3 separate regions of the Zea mays genome follow, and all the other regions are linked to region 2. Evidence: chromatin contacts called from public Hi-C data. All regions are on one chromosome and are shown on one strand. The core of a region is the stretch at or near the end of the contact, and the rest is flanking DNA. Distances in the headings are between cores, read along the strand shown.

Region 1 (3,679 bases), core at 1,070-3,569, 280 kb after region 2:
ACTTATTAATTCATGTTGAAATGAATAAAAGCAACGATTTTATTGTACTGTTGGTGAAGCAAATAGAGCTTATTAGCAATGTAGTTAGGTACACTTACTGTTGGATAACCGTAGTCTAGGGTATATGGAGAGTACCTGCAGAGTGAAGGATAGAAGGGGATATTAGTTTTTCCTTACAAATTAATTATGAAATTTTGTTCGTTTATAACGTGATAGAGCGAGCTACTTGATTTCTAAAGGAGACACAGAGAAGTCGTTGCTATCGCAGCTATGCTTACTGTTCACGAGGGTGAGCACATGACAGGGCTGCCATCATGTGCCACTAGCACGCATGACTACTTTATGGGTGTGTGAGGGCTGAGGATGTATGTAAGAGAGAGTAATAGGTGCATGCAAGCTAGAAGCCTCGTGCCCATTCACCATTGACCAAGGTGACATGTCACAATGCACATGTCATGCATGTGATACCCCCACACCCGTCACGACTTTCAAGTTTCACGGGGCCCCGATTCTGACCAGATGTGTGCGCGTATAGGTAGAGAGGGAGGGAGGGAGGGGTACCCATAGATATGGTAGGGGAGGCCTTGTGGGATGGCATAATGAGGGAAGGTGGCATGAGAAGGAAAAGCTGCGCCCAGTCCACCTTGGATTCCTGCCTGCTGGCTGAAAGATTTCATCACTTTAAAGTTCCTAGCCCCTCCTGTAGCAACATCATCAGCAAAAAAAGAGAGAGCAATTTTACCCACATTGCTTGCTAATATTATCAGGAGAAGGCACTTATTAAAAAAACAGGCATGTGCATCTTTCTGTCTTCAGTCTATCAGTTGCAAGCAAGACAGCATAATAGCAGTAAAAGGTCCTGGTTGCTACACCTTATTAATATATGATTATTTTTTCATTGGAATGTTTTATAATCCACTCCTAGGAATAGTATACCACATTATCTGAAACAAGGTACTTAGCTCGAGGATAACTAACATCTATGTACTATTGATGTTCCTTCAGCTCTACCTTTTCCAACAAGCAATGCCAACAGTATATTCTTCCAAGTCTATATATTTATTGTTTTAACTGAAGGCAATTCCAATTAACATGAACTGTTTTAATGGAAACCATTGTTTTTAGGACACTTAAGTAGCACCGTGTTAAAGCTACACATTTAAGCATTTTATTCTTTACTGGATGCCTACACAATAGCCTCATTGAGCACTTGAGGCTGGCCATCTATAAAAATTAGGCAATTTGTTGCCATCTCTTTAAGCTCTTTGCTGATTTTAATGCTATGAAGGAACCTTTAGTGCATAAAATCATGGTAGTTCGTTTGTGGTCATGCGTGGAAGTACATATAAAATTTCTAGCAATACGTCAATATCTAAGAGGTATAATGACAATTATGATTGTTCTTTTTCAAAATCTTATAGGTTATATATTGCTCTACTCAACTCACTAGAACTTCTCATAAAACACTTAAGCAAGCAAGCTAATTATTTCTTCTGTGCTGCCTTGTACAGTTCTGATTTCTGAAAGATGATAAATATCTAACCATGCTGGGGAGTAGGAGGCCTAGATCTTTGAACCCCAAGGGAAGCAAGATTACAGTTAGCCCTCCTCCCATCAATCACCGGTGCAGGATCAACGCAAGCTCTCATTGCCGCATCCGAGTCCCGGAAGGTAACCTACAATGTGAATTCACGGTGCATGGTTAACTGAAATTAAACAAACACTATATGTTGCATCAGAAAAGAAAGAAAAGTGACACATCAACAGGGGAGAGAAATGTTTATAAAGTCTACTGAAATTAAATGCATATAAAGGAGATGAATTGTGTAGAATCATACAAATCCGTAGCCCTTGGATCTGCCAGTGTTCTTGTCAGTGATGACAACAGCCTCCAGGATCTCTCCAAACTGCTCGAAATACTTCCTCATAGTCTCCTTCTGGGTTTCCCACGCGAGTCCCCCAACAAAAACCTTGGTGTAGGTCGTGTCCCCAAACTGCCCCATCACACTCGGTGGACTCATGGTATTTCCAACTTAGAAGCAGCAAATCTATCTCCAACAATCAGCAGCAAGGTCAGCAACTTAGGATCTGAACTGCCGGGACTAAGTTCTTGTTAGAGGAGAGAAAGAGAGGAGGGAGGGAGGAAAGCTAAAGGTTAGAGGAAAAGGGGTAGAGGAGAGAGAGGGCGAGGTACAGAAACATCAATATATACTAGTGTTTGCTATAATGCACCAGCGAGGTCCTTTTGGTCCAAAGCACGCTCATATTAAAATACCATGCACCGGGAGACACCCACCCCCGCCAATAGTAGGTAAAAATGGCCGTGCTGCCCCTATCAGAGTGAACAGTAGTTACAGGGTGGTGTTGGGCTGTCCTTGTCTGTAGAGTGGTAGAAACACAACGGATGGCGGGGACTGGGGATTAGTCCAACGGGATTATGGAGCTTAGGAGGATTCTTTCCGAACTTATCTGGATCTTAACATGTGTTGTTCTTTTTGCATTTGGATTTTGATTGTCATTTGAGCTTTGCTAATTGTTCAGTTCCACGGCTTTATAACGTGAGGAAAAATATTTAATGAATTTTTACTTATTAACACGGTTCTTATTTCTATTGCTGTTGTAGCGGGGCATAGTTGGTGATAGCACGGTATTTTTAAGGCACTATATACTGTTAGTAAACCATATCTCTAGGTGGTTAAGAGACCACCTGTATTTGCTGTGCAAAAAAGTTTGATGATTAGCTGATTAAATTTGACCTTTATACCCTTGTTTCTTATAGCCTAGAAAATACCATGGCCCATCTGTGAAATTTGAATGTTTTGAAGCCATTTATTACAGCGAATAAAAACGCTAGAGGCTAGATCAATGATCTGATGTTATTGTGAGCATTTGTGATCCTAGTCCACTTGAGTGAGTGCGACATGCTGTGGTGGAGGCCGGAGACTTTTGCATAGTACATCATCAATAATGCACAAAGGCATTCTTTAGAAGTGAAGATATTTGATATGGGTTGCCTAGCACTGGTAAACAGAAGGGAGATGCGTGATGTGTCATCAGGTCTGATCTGGAGATGGACGGCTGGAGACGCTTGCCCATTTGGTGTGGTTGGGATCTGCTCAATCGCTTGATAAGGACTCAGCCCCATAGCTTTTGCCTCCTAGCTCCTAACTCTAGACCTCTCGTTGTTTATATTATAAGCCATCTCTGATAATAACATCCTCCATAGCTCGATCATCCCTCAAAAACAGCAACGATATAACCTTTTTGACGGTGTGGCCACGTGTACGTAGTATACGTACCTATCCATGCAATGTCTTGCTGCTGACTAATAATAGGCGTCCCTTTCTTACCTGGCGAATATAGGAGAATATACAAAAAGAACATTATGCTAAGGTATATGGCACGAAAGCTTTATTATATTTATATTACTAACAGTGGAAGTGCATACCTATGGGTGATTATGCATAAAATCATTTGCCGTATTTTTTGTTATTAATATATAATATAGCCAATCTGCGATGGGTGAGTGGGCTCCAACGGATTGTATTGGGGACAAATAAGTTAAGTTACAATTTTTTATAGTTTTGTTGTGTGATTAGAGAAAGTCGTAAATCAAGAAGGATGGAATGTCCCAGTCTAATCTGTTGAAAGTTCTCAGAGGATAGTATCGCTGTGTGGG
Region 2 (3,505 bases), core at 33-2,532:
CAATAATGAAACTATGTATAATGTTTGGTTCTATAAGAAAAACTGATTATTTTTTATTTAACTTTATTATACTAAAAGATCAGAGGAAGATTCACCGTGTTCTGTGGGGCGTTGGGATTAATTTTAGATAACATAACAAAATCTCAGTTTGTATCATCTGATAATGGTACACAACTGAGAATGCAAACAAGTCGGAGGATCCATGCGACTCAATTCTTACATTCAGGAATAGAAATAAAAGCAAAAAAACATAGACAAGTTTAGTGTAACCAGGACAAATGACTAAGGTTGGGAGGGCTCTTAAACCGGCTCTGGTTTCGGCTCCTAGAGAAGCCAGAAGCCCTCATAAACAGTCTTCAAAAAGAGTTCCTAACAAAAAACACTTAGGAGCCATAGCCATTTCTAGAAAGAGAAGCCGGAGCCAAAAAAAAAAAAAAGCTCCTAACGTCTCCTCCTTCCACTCTCCATCTTGCCCTTCTCTTACGTTAAGAGAAGTCATGCTGCTAAACAATTTGTTAAAAAAATACTAGCTCCTATAGAGAAACTGCTCTTGAAGAGAAACAAGAGCCGGAGTTATTTTCAAAGAAGCCAAAGCTGTGCTAAATATGCCCTACGACTATCTCCACCAAACTCTCTATCTCACCTCATATTTTTAAATACTACTACATAAATAGTATAGTTTACTGTGCAAAACAGTGTTTTGTGTGGCGATCGGCGATATGCACGATCTGCTTTGTTGCTCGTTATGTCTTTTGATGAGAGTTGACAGTGTTTTAGGTGCCTGTCCTAGTACAACCTTGACGTGCCTCTCATCGACGTTGTCTTTGTGAAAGATGTTTGATAGTCTATCAATCGAATAATATGATCAACACTAATTTAATCAGTTTTTTTTTCTAATCTTAGATTGTAATATTATGTGTCAATCTTAGATGTGCTAATCTTAGATTGTAAGATCGTTTTTGCACCACATGCACTGGTGCGGTTACCACGGGACTGCCGTGACGTATATGACAAGGCGTTCTTTGTCCTAGAGATCTAGATCCAAGCTGTGGATTTTCTCGAGACCAACAGCAATTTTCGTCTGTCTGTGTATATGGCCTAGTAAGCCCATAATTTAAGACCGGCCCGATCCAAGACTAAGAGGCCCATCCCGGAAGTCCGTTTTCTTTCCTTGTTGGCGTGTCCAAGGAAATACGCCGTCATGCGTCATTGCTTACACGACGCTGACTACGCGACTTCGACGCGGGCCGGCAAGCCGAACCGATTCCGGCGGAGTCCGGATGATTCGTATTGCTGCGCGTTATTAAAACTTTGCGGTGCGACCAACCAAACCCAATGTTTTTGAGGCGCCCGTCCAAGCATCCCATCCATTCTCTCTCGCTGCTCTGCTCCCCACGGACCACGGGGCACCACCACAAACCAGACGCGACGCACGCGCGCAAAATCATCCGGCGGAGCCAGGGCGGAGGCAAGCCAGAGACGCGGCACGCGACGCGTGAGGGCGAGGAGCAGCGGCAGCGCGGGCGCGGCGACACCGCGAGGACAGAGCGAGACGCAGCGGCGGAGGAGGGGCAGAGGCGAGCGCCGCCTAGAGTCCCTGCTACCATGGACACTTTCTTCCTGTCGCACGGCTCGCCCACGCTCTCCATCGACGACAACATCCCGGCGCGGCACTTCTTCAAGTCGTGGGTGCCGGCGAAGGTCGCGGGCGACCAGCCCCCGCGCGCCATCCTCGTCGTGTCGGGACACTGGGACACGGCCACGCCGGAGGTCAACGTCATCCGCGGCAGCAACGACACCATTTACGACTTCTATGGCTTTCCCAAGCCCATGTACAAGGTCCGCTCGATGCCTACCAACCACCATGCTCTCTCTCTCTCTCTCTCTCTCTCTCGCGCGCGCGAAGAATCCGTTGTGAAGCCTCACCGATTTAGATGATCCAGCGCGTCAAACTAGGGGCCCGCATAGGCAACTTTGCGAGCCATTTGGATAGAGTTCTTGTCTTCCTCTGCGCAAGGGAAAAGGTCAAAAATCGGAAATTCTCCCATTCTTATAGAACATGTGATGGCCGATGCAGTTGATCGTTACAGTCGTTCGTTGTTGAAATCCTTCTCGGGTAGACAAGATGGCCCACGCAGTGCTTTTGAGTTACCCCCCAGCAGATCATGATCTATGCAGGTCCAGAAATGGGGGTTCTTGTCTCGAATCATGAGATCACTGGTGCCAGTGACCGATGTTCTGGTTAACTCAACATGGAATTTAGATGTGAAAAATGCAGTATCATAGATCCATAGGCCATTCATTGGGGGAAAGTAGCCAGCCTCTTGCAGATGTAGACATCTAGCTGACCTGAACGCCACCAACCCCGGTGTCCCTTCTCCTGATAGACTCGCTTGTCAGCAGCCACAGTGACGCTTGATGGCTCGCTCACATAGAAGTAGGTAAGGTGCGCCTGCCACTAGCATTTACCGAACTGACTGACGTGTTTTAATGTGCCAGATCTAATAGCTAGTTGGCAAAAATTTAAGTAAAATTAGTTGATTTTAGCTTAGTTGAACGAGCTAATTAACTAATGGGTAGTTAAGGGTGCAGCTAATAGTTAGCTAGACTACTAGTTAGAGGTGTTTAGATGTCTCCAATCAAAAGCAGCTAATCTCTGAACTATTATGTTAGAATATCTCTAGCTAATTTTAATATCTAACCATTAGCTCTAGTGTATTTATATAACAATCGGCCGGGATTCTGTATTTCTATTTTATGATGATCTCGGTCAAAGTAAAAAAAAAGTGGCGTTTTTTTTCCTGTGATGTATGCCTACTGTATTATCTCACAAGCAATTGTTTTACTAGTATTCACAGTTTAGGTACTGTTACTACTATACTTTAGCATCTGAATTGCCTAATACTATGTAATGTATAATGGTTGAGACTTGAACTATCTCATACATGCATAAGGATTAAGAGTCTAGGTGCCCTCTAGGTCCCCAGATTTGTTCGGTCTGATGTCAGTTGAAATTTGTAGTTTGGTGTTTTATATTGTGAAAGCTTATCTTAGTTTAGTCAAAATCTTTTTTTTATCATGATTCTTAGGTCCTTGTTTGGCCTCCAAGTTTCCATTCCACTTATTAGCTAGAGACATGCGCCAACTTGTCTTTAGGTTTTTGCTATTGGTTGGTAGTCTACGCTTCCAGAAAACGTGGGCTCAGTAAGCAGGTAGCACCGTAGCAGCTAATATAAGAGGGTGTTTGGTTTGTGTCAGGTCAAATGTTTGAATATCAATTTATAAGTATTAAACATAGGCTTTAATTCTGTGCTTGGAATAATTCTATGTTTGGAATAATGTCACATGTCATTGCAAATCTCCTGGGTCAGTTCTAATTTCTGCAGCACTAATGCTGATTAGCGTGATTTGCTGTCACATCACATATCTGAAACTTTCAGAATGAACCCGCTATTCTTTTTATTTATGCTCGTCTAAACTAAACACAGTGTGTAAATTTACAAAC
Region 3 (3,527 bases), core at 707-3,206, 450 kb after region 2:
TGCACTGCTCCACGAACTCCTCGCTGCTGCTCCGCAAGAAACTGTAAAAAACAAGAGAGAAAGGATTACAGCACCGGAATTCCAATAAGACAGACAGACAGACAGAAAGGGGTATGGTAATGGTATGGTGCCCATCGAATGGGGCTTACCAGCTTAGCCAGCGGTAGCAGGGAGACGGCCTGCCCTGGCCGAGCACCAGCACGGAGGCCTCCAGCTTCTTCACCTGGCTGAGCACGGTGCCCAGCTTGGGGCCTTGGATCACCAGGGCTTCAACCTCCACCTACCATCATTCACACACCCAAATAAAAAATCTCTCTTCGTGAGCCATCATGACCTTCAACCTTCATGCATTTACAGGCCAGAACAAGAGACAGAGGAACAGTTGATGCATGCACCTCTGCTGTTTGTCACACTTAAGCAGGCAGGCAGGTGCACAGACAAGAAAATAACTATGCATGGCTTTTGATCGAAGCAAACAAAAACAGGACAGCAGAGCGAAAGAGATTGCGTTTCATAATGATGGGGTTTATGGTTTCAGATTTTAGGGGACCATGTCCATGAAGGACATGCAGAGCCCCACACTCTGTGGCTTACCGCTCACTTCTTCTTTTGTGTTTTGGTCTGTCTCGGATCTAGATCCTGATCCATGCATACACGAAAGTGGATCCTGATCTCATCTGTGATCTCTCAAACTGGCTACAAGTGTAAAAAAAATGACAGTCTTGAGGCATCAGGTGATGAGTGCCTTCTCCAGATCACCTAACAACCAGAATCCCCCCCCCCCCCTTTATACCATGCAGTGCAGTAGATATATTGAGCATTTTGCTGGTGTCATTGTTTAATTTTAACTAACTCGTACTTATTCTCTTGTTGGTGTAATCTATCGTTTTCAGTAGTGTACTACTGCCTCAGTTCCAGAATAGTATTTATTTTAGTTCTTAATTTTTATGTCTATATTCAAATAGATGCTTATATATATATATATATATATATATATATATATATATATATATATATATATATATATATATATATATATATATAACATACACTAATTATTGTATAAATCTACTCAAAAGCCAAAACGAATTTTATTTTGGTACAAAGGGAGTTATATCTTGGTACAAAGGGAGTGTTATTCTCCTGTGCATGGATCCAAGCATATGGTACCAAAAGAAGGTTAGCTGTAGCCAAAGTTGGTGCGAATGTGCACTAGTACTAGTAACGAGCAGCTAATTATAACCAAGCTTCCACTCACTAGTCAGCAAACGCAAGTGCATGTGTGTCTGCAGATGCGCACCTCTGGCCTGGACGCCTTGCAGAGCGTGCCGAGCGAGTTGGCGAGGGAGGAGGCCTCCTCGCCCCTGCTACAGCCGCCGCCGGAGGCGGAGTGCGGCAGCAGGACGTGGAGCAGCGTCAGGAAGTCCCCCTTGCTGGCGACGTGGGTGAGCGCCCACATCATGGCGTGCTTGGAGCCCGAGGTGTCGTCCACCACCACTATCACCCGCTTCCTCGCGGCGGCAGAGGCGGCCTCCGCCTGCTGCTTCACGTCGTAGTCGTCGTACCCGCCGCAGTAGCCCCTCGCGGCGGCGGCCCGCTTCCTGGACCACCGCCGGGAGCCCCTCCTCTCCGCGCAGTACTCCTTGTGGCCCAGCTGCTGGCCGCCGCAGACCCCTTCGTCGCCGCCGTTGCTCGCGCTCAGCTGCCTCAGGAAGCGCTCCTCCGCGCTGCTCGCCATGTACCAGAGCTTCGTCTTCGTGCTGCAGCCGCGCACGATGCAATGCGGTCGCAACTGTGTGCGAGTGCGGGCAAAGCGAAGCTTAAGGTGGCGTGTTGGTGCAAGCTCTGCACGGACGAGGACGACGAGTACCGTCGACTCAACCGTGTGCACCGTGCGGTGTGGTATGGGCGTATGGGCTTATGGCTACGTGCAGAGGCCAGAGGGGGAGAGCGGAGCGGATGGACGGCGAGGCGGAGCAAAGGACAAGGCCGCATAAAAGCTGAGATGGTCACGATCTTATTGGAATAGCAGCGCTATCGTCACCTTTATTAAATGGTACTACTACTCCTAGCTGCGAAAGAAAGTAACCTGCAGCTTAGTGCATGTATTTTTGTCAGACAGTGAAGCGCAAGAATCTATCAACCATATAAACATAACATAGCTCTAAGTCAACTAATTCTAAGTTTATGTATAAAACTATTCATTCCGACAGAGTTCTAAATGTGGATATTATCTTATATGAATTAAATCAAATAGATTGATATTTTTAATTATAGAATTACATTCTTTAGACAGGGAGAATAATACAATAATTTTATTTAGTTTTTTCTATGTATATTATTTTTATATTAATTATAATTTAAAAATAAAGAGGTGAATGTTGTTTAGACCTTGTTTGAATGCACTATAGCTAATAGTTAGCTACTAGCATTAGTCAAAAACATCTTAACAGCCTATCTAATAGTTCAATATTAACTACTTTTAGTAAATTAGTTATTATTTATATGTCTATTTGTTAGCTAGTTAATATGCTACTAAATATTAGCTGTAATGTATTTAAAAACCTTTTGATACGGTAAATCTTAGCACTTTTTTATATAGAATTTAGTTAGATTTTCAAAAAAAAAAGATAAAGTAGCTGAAAGCTGAGGATGCTAGTACTATCAGCAGAGCATGCATACGGGTAAATTAAACAGAAAAGGAGTGAACAGCACTCTGCCGCACCTGCGATGTATATATTATATTGATTTGCAGTTGATCCATCAGCTGATTTCTCAACGCTGGCTTGATTCAATCTATTATTTTACTGCAGCTGACGGTGTAAAATTTTACTCGAACGAGACAGGGATGAGATTCCCGTGTCGCTGCGGTAGAGTAGAATATATATGTGATTCGTGTGTCTGAGGGTAGATTCGTCTTTGGCATTACCAAATTTCACATGCGTACGGATGTTCTGGATGGGTGCCCGGCGGCGAGGGAATTCGATTGGTATCGTTAGCTCCAAAGCCGTGATGGATTGGTCAATACGGCATCAATCGCTCGCAATGTGCGGGTTTCTTGGCCGTATCTCCGGAGGTGTCATGTGTACATTTGGGCCGGGCTTAATGGACTGACACGAAGCACGAAAAAAAGCACGGCCCAAGCACGGCACGGCACGAAATCATTTCGGGCCGGGCCGGGCCGCCCCGGCCCGATGTATCGGGCCGTGCTTGGGCCGATGTCGAGGCCCACGGGCGGGCACGAGCCCGACCCGTTTAAGCAGACCCGAAATGGCCCGTTAACAGGCACGAAAAGGCCCGAAATGGCTGCCTCCACGGCCTCGGCAGCGGCAGGCCGACGGCGCACTTGTCCACGGCGGATGGGCCTAAGGCGCGGCCCATTTCCCAGAAACCCTAAAATGCCGAGTCCTCTTGCTCCCGTCCCGTGTGGCCGTGTCCCGTCCCCGTCCAGCCGCCGTCTCAGCCTCCCAGGCGGCCAGGAGGCCCCCAGCTCCAGCGCGACCGCGACGGCGCGACCGAAGTAGCCC

The links. Hi-C and Micro-C count contacts between places; a contact is called where the count stands out from the background.
Region 1: a contact with region 2 is called in a Hi-C map of tassel, with 2.6 times the contacts expected there. The contact joins the promoter of LOC103636431 here to the promoter of pco060792 in region 2. A contact is called at or near these places in 8 of 25 Hi-C or Micro-C datasets (bundle sheath, ear, endosperm and 4 more).
Region 3: a contact with region 2 is called in a Hi-C map of ear, with 2.0 times the contacts expected there. The contact joins the promoter of LOC100193959 here to the promoter of pco060792 in region 2. A contact is called at or near these places in 3 of 25 Hi-C or Micro-C datasets (bundle sheath, ear and tassel).

What each region holds. Positions count from the first base shown.
Region 1 is chr8:172,023,996-172,027,674 of Zm-B73-REFERENCE-NAM-5.0, forward strand. LOC103636431 (RNA-binding protein 24-B) reads right to left here and starts at 2,320. Exons shown (of 6, transcript XM_008658782.3): 1 at 1,839-2,320; 2 at 1,544-1,676; 3 at 562-700; 4 at 99-135. The coding sequence starts at 2,021.
Region 2 is chr8:171,747,754-171,751,258 of Zm-B73-REFERENCE-NAM-5.0, forward strand. It overlaps pco060792, which reads left to right and starts at 1,283. Exons shown (of 3, transcript NM_001153652.2): 1 at 1,283-1,839. The coding sequence starts at 1,336.
Region 3 is chr8:172,199,226-172,202,752 of Zm-B73-REFERENCE-NAM-5.0, forward strand. LOC100193959 (Adenine nucleotide alpha hydrolase-like superfamily protein) reads right to left here and starts at 1,957. Exons shown (of 3, transcript NM_001139028.1): 1 at 1,301-1,957; 2 at 150-280; 3 at 1-41. The coding sequence starts at 1,738.